2 separate regions of the Triticum aestivum genome follow, and region 1 is linked to region 2. A link is a contact called in public HiCAR-type data. All regions are on one chromosome and are shown on one strand. Each heading gives the region's core, a stretch centred on a gene start, on an enhancer-like site or on the middle of the called end of the contact. The rest is flanking DNA. Distances are from core to core; before and after follow the strand shown.

Region 1 (2,862 bases), core at 155-2,654, 230 kb before region 2:
GAACTTTGAACAGGGTTTTACAACCCTGATGGAAATCATCAACAAAGCTCAATTTTTTCTCCATGTTTCGTGTTCTTATTGATTGAAGGTCAAGAATAATTAGGGACAACCAGCAATAGTCATGGTACCAGAAAAACACTCCGTAGGGGCAACAGTGGTATCATTACTGACTAATACATAATCGGAGAATAAATATTTCACTAGAATAGAACCTAAGGTTTCTTCTTTGGATTGACTTTTGGCTGCAGTGGAGCAGTGGAGTGCTTTCGTGGCTTTGCTCTGCTTCGTTAGTCTTCTGGGCTGGAGTCGGAGACTGGCTCGTCGTCATCATCGGCGTCGTCCTCCTCCGGGTGGTGGTCGCGGCGCTGCTGCTCGTGCGACTCGGCGCCGGTGAGATGATGGCTGAACTGCTGCTGGTGGTGGTCCGAGTTGGTGTTCTGGACCACGGTAGAAGCAGACTGCTGCTGTTGATGGTAGTCGGCGGCAACGTTGGGGAACACAGCTCCAGCCGGCATGGTCTGCGCGCCGGCGAGGTTGATGAGCTGTGGCGCGGACTGGAAGGCCCAGTACTGGGTGGGCTGGTTGGGGGCGCCGGCCGGCTGCGGGACCATCCACACGGCGGTGGCCTGCGGGATCATGTGGTTGGCTCCGGCGGCCCCAGCGGCGGACGGGACGGCGAAGACGGGGACGAGGCCCTGCTGACCGCCGATTGGAGCGAGGCCGCTGGCGACGGAAATGGCCGCGCTCCCGGCGCCGCCCTGCAGGAGAGGGTCGGCGAGGACGGAGTAGTAGGCGGCGGTGGGCGGCACGGTGGCGAGCGGTCCGGCGGCGCGCGTGGGCTGCAGCTTGCGGCGGCGCTTGGCGGAGGCCTCGTCGTCGACGACGGCGGAGGAGGCGGACTGGGTGGGGATCCGGAGCACGCCGTCGACGGTGGTGGCGATGGCGGGCACGGTGCCGGTGCCGGTGGCGGCGACGATGGCCGGCTCGGACTGCTGCAGCAGCCAGCGCACGGTCTCGCCGTCCGACTTGTGCCCTAGCTCGCGGGTGAGCTGGAAGATCCTGGCGGCGCAGGCGGCCGGCATGCGGATCCGGCGGCCGCGGCCCTCGACCTTGGTGTGCCGGTCCCGGTTCCTCGGCGGCGGCTTGCGCACCACCATCCCGCCCCCGCCGGCCCCGAAGAGCTCCACCGGCTCCGGCTTGGGCACCACCATGTACCCCCCGCGTACCGGCACCGGCACCATCGCCATCGCCCCCGGCTCAGCCACCCCGCCGGCGTTTGCTTCCCCCTCGCCCAGCGGCCTGTCCTGCCCCTCCGACTCCATCCCGGCCGGGCAAATTCCCCGGCGCGCCGCGGCTGGTGGTGTTTTCGCGTGTCGCGGGAGATGGTGGGGTGGGGTTGGGGTGGGGGTGGGTGGGGTGTTGTTACTTGGTGGTGGTCCTACCGCTGCCCGTGTGGTGTCACTCGGCGTGGGGCCACCGCCCATCCCGGGTCCCGGCGCTGGTGGTGGGGACCGGGTCCACCTTCCCCTCGCCGCGCTGTAGTGGGCCCGGGCCCCGCGGGCAGGCGCGCATTTGATCCTGATCCTGGCGGATCCGGGGGCCCGGGAGCGGCTGTCGTTTCCCCCCCCCTGCTCCTGCCCGTTGGGCCAGCCAGTCGGATCAGCCCCGGGCCCACCACGCCCATTGAGAAACCGCTGGCCCCACTGCCCACGGATGCGTGTGCGTGCGTGCGTACGGGTCAAATCCAGGCGAATAAAAGGGGTAATTAACGCGTGATTACGAGGTGGGCCCGCCTGATTAGGGTTTAATGGGGGTTGATGGCCTTAAGATCCGCGTCCGTGCACGTGACTGACCGCTCCCGCGCCTTTCGAAACCAAAATGCAAATGTAGCACTCGCTGGAATAAAAAGGCACCTTTCGGACGGGGTGGGGTGGGGCAGACGGCGCGTGTGGCGGGGGTGGCCCCGCTGGCGGTGGGTGGGGGTGGGACTGGCAGCTGGCCTGGCGTTGGTCCCAGCTGGACCGTAGCACGCCGACGGCGGGGACCACCCGCCCGTTACGGTGGAGATCTGGGCCCGCGTCTCCAGAGATACCACCGTGCGTGCGTCCACGCGCCTTTTCCTTCCGCTCGGCACTGGACGATGGGGTATTTTTTTTCTCGGAAATTATATGGGGCGAACGTCAGTTTTTTTGGCTTAACTTGTCACGAAGGGCTTTTGACAAATTCATAGGTTGATACAATGCTTAAGTCTATGCGGATTATGATGGCAATTGCTGCTTATTTCGATTACGAGATATGATAGATGAGCATCAAGACAACTTTCTTAAGTGGAAACTTCGAAAAGAATATATACATGACACAACCTAAAGGTTATGTCGATGCTAAGGATGTCGCTAAGGTGTGCAAGCTTCAAATGGCCATTTATGGTTTGAAGTAAGCATCAAGGAGTTGGAATATACGCTCTGATGAAGTTGTCAAAGGGTATGGCTTTATCAGGAATGGCGTGTCAACAAGAAGTTTAGTAGAAATTCAAAAGTATTTCTAATCTTATATCTGAACGACATATTGTTAATTGACAATGAAGTGAAATTTCCTAGTGCAATTAAAGAGTCATTGAAAAAGAGCTTTTCGATGAAAAACTTAGGTGAACAAGGGTATATACCTTGTAACTCTACAAGGTATATGTGACAGCCTCTTCCATACCAATAGTGCCCCTATGAAGTGTATTGGTTTTTATAGAAATAGATCACCATACCTTCCAATTGAGCATCAAATGTTACACATGGACCATCAGACCAAGTCAACTGCTCGATCATATTCTTTCTTCTTCTAAAAAACACTTACGGTGGAAAATTTTCGTAT
Region 2 (2,766 bases), core at 70-2,569:
TATGCCAACGGTATCTTTACCAACAAAGAGAAATGGGGACAGGCCATCCACTCCCTTGGTGAGAAGGCCATAATTACTTTTGGAGCAGTATGAGAAAGGCAGGCATTGCAACCCTGCTCTTCACTCGAAGCTCCAGGACACAGCACGCAAAACATGAACTGCTTAATAGAGCAAACAATTTCATGTTTGTCCAAACTCTAATAATAGGAGAAGAAAAACGTAAGAGGTCATGCTTATTGTGCGCCTATTGTGTCGGACTGCATCGTCCAACATGCTATCCAACACTAACACTGGAACATCACACACACACACACACACATTATTTGCGTGACAAACAGCGGGTTTTAAGACCAAACACGAGTCGGGATGCTGATATAAGCCAACGGTATGTTAACCAAGGAGGGAAAAGTGAGGACAAGCCAGCACCCCCCTCCAGTACAAGGCCGGAGTCACTCTCCGGAGCAATATGAGAAAGGCAAGCACTGCATCCCTGCCATTCACTCGAAGCTCCCGGACACACACACACACACAGGTAAATGAAGAGAAAACCAGCCTCCCTTCCTTTCCTACCAGGGCCGCCCGCCATGACCATCTACTCTAGTATCATCAAAATCCAAAACCCTGAGCGACGGCAAACAAATAATTCGTCGAATCGGGGCATGGGTAAACTGAAATGTTGGGTTTGTTCACCTACCTACATAGTACTACATACATACATACATACATATCTAAACCCAGACAGAATCCCCAAAACCTGCGTGCTCACGGCGACGACGACGAAAACCGGAGCGCGTGTTCCATTTCCACCCCACCCCCCACCCCTTTGTTCCCCGGATGGAGGGAGGAAACGACGAGATCCCCTGCCCGTCCCTGTTGAGGGCTCGGGCTGAGCATGCGACACGGGCGGACTTAACGAGGCGCGCGGGTGGGGTTGGAGATTCCGGGGGGATAACCAGGCCGCTACTCAACGCAAAGCAGAGCAGATCGGCGGCGAGCCGGGCGGAGATTCCGGCGCCCGTCCCGTCCCGTCCTGTCCCGGAGAACTGGCTGGGTAGGGTTCGCACGCCGCCGCCAGAAGGAAGTGAAACAAGAGGGGAAAAACAGAGAAGGAAGAGAACAGATCGGGACAGCTGCTTGCTACCTGTGGCGGCGGGCCGGCGAGGAGGGACGGGGCGGGGGCGGCGGCGGCGGCGGCGGCGGCGGCTTCCCTTGCCTCCTCCTCCTTGCGTGTGTTCTCTGTGTCTGTGGTGGGGGTGGGCGGCGGCGGCGGCCACCTTTTAATAGGCGGAATGGCGAGTGCCCTTGCCTGCCCTGGCAGCGGTCGCCGTTTTCTCGTTGAAAAAAAAACCCGGCAGAAAAGATGCGGACGAAATGACGGGTTTGCCCCCCGCGGCGGCTGCGAACGAACGAACCCGGGGGTGCGGCGCTGGGTCTGGTCTGGCCGGTTTCCAGTTTCGGCCCACATTCATTCATTCCTCCTCCAGGAAGGTTCTGGAGCCCCCCGGTAGGTACATCTTTTTTTTATTGGAAGAGTTTTAGTCACTCCACGTGCTTTGTTTTCTCCGTACGCCTGCATTTCATAGGTTCTTTTTATACCTGCGCTACGATTGCACACGAAAGAAATTTCTCGTCGGCTACAATCTCTCACCATGCATCTCGCAAAAACACTTTTGATATTTGCTTGTCTCGTCCTCGTTCTGGTTAGGGCTTGCCGCACTTTGTTGGTTGTATATATTACTGGGTGTATCTAGACAAATCTAAAACAACTAATTCGGGTCCACGGAGGGAGTATGTATGGTGAGCATGTTGTAGATGGACATGGGTGAAATTTCGTTTTCGTGGTTGTAACAGGGGGTCCTCACCTATGTAGATTACGGATAACCCGCACTAATGTCTCTCATGACTCCGCCTTATCTTAATGCTCCTTTAAGGAGGCGAGCGGGGTGGATACGCGGCCAACATCAAAAAAAACTTGGTGTTGTTTTTTGGTCGGATGCGAACTAATTGGCTGTTTTCGTGGGATTAGCAGGCCGCAGCTTGCATCCCTATGCCACCACTTATGTCGATGTGGGGGCGCAAACCGTTGTGGAAGCCTCTAACTCTACATTCCGATGTCGTTGTCCTTATGTTAAGCGATGTCTAGTTTGGTTCTAGTTGATTGTTTGCCTTTTATTCTTAAAGCCTCTTAACTCCAAACATTTCCTAATTTCGCAACCCCCCCTAAAAAAAGGCTTATAAATTTTGCTTGAAATCAAATGATGGAGAGTTTGACCAGGTTTATAGGGAAACCATCAATAACAACATTACAAAAATATCATGAGAATAATTTCTTTTGTATATAATGATACTAAATTGATGCCATAATTGTTGGCCATTTAACTTGAGAGAACATTTATAGGCCCTCCTTTTGGAGTCAGAGGGGGGAGTTGCCTGCCCGAGTACGGATTTGTCTCATTGTTTTTTTTAACTTCGGATTTATCTCATTGTTTATATGCATTTTATGCTTTCTCTTTTTTTGTTGCATGTTAAGCGTTTTGCAATTAATTTCAATGTTCAAAAATAGATGCATATGTTATGGTGAGTATAAACCCAAATGCTTTTGGTCATTAGAGTTTAGCTCTGGCCATGCTCAAATCCTGAATCTGTCACTTATCATAAGACTTCAATTTTTGCCAAATCTTTGTCACACTTGTGGCGGGCGTTTTGTTCTCCGCACTTTTTGGGGGCAAACACAGTTTGCCTAGATTAGTTGTGGCAAATTTATTC

What was found. HiCAR-type assays count read pairs that join an accessible place to other places.
Region 1: a HiCAR-type map of leaf shows a contact between it and region 2, with 5 times the contacts expected there. The contact joins the promoter of LOC123123663 here to the promoter of LOC123123662 in region 2. A contact is called at or near these places in 2 of 5 Hi-C or Micro-C datasets (leaf and an unstated tissue) and 1 of 1 datasets of contacts at active chromatin or transcription factors (leaf).

What each region holds. Positions count from the first base shown.
Region 1 is chr5D:542,479,289-542,482,150 of IWGSC CS RefSeq v2.1, reverse strand. LOC123123663 (transcription factor PCF2) reads right to left here and starts at 1,404. Exons shown (of 1, transcript XM_044544222.1): 1 at 36-1,404. The coding sequence starts at 1,322. The coding sequence ends at 288.
Region 2 is chr5D:542,250,056-542,252,821 of IWGSC CS RefSeq v2.1, reverse strand. LOC123123662 (ferredoxin-3, chloroplastic) reads right to left here and starts at 1,319. Exons shown (of 2, transcript XM_044544221.1): 1 at 1,142-1,319.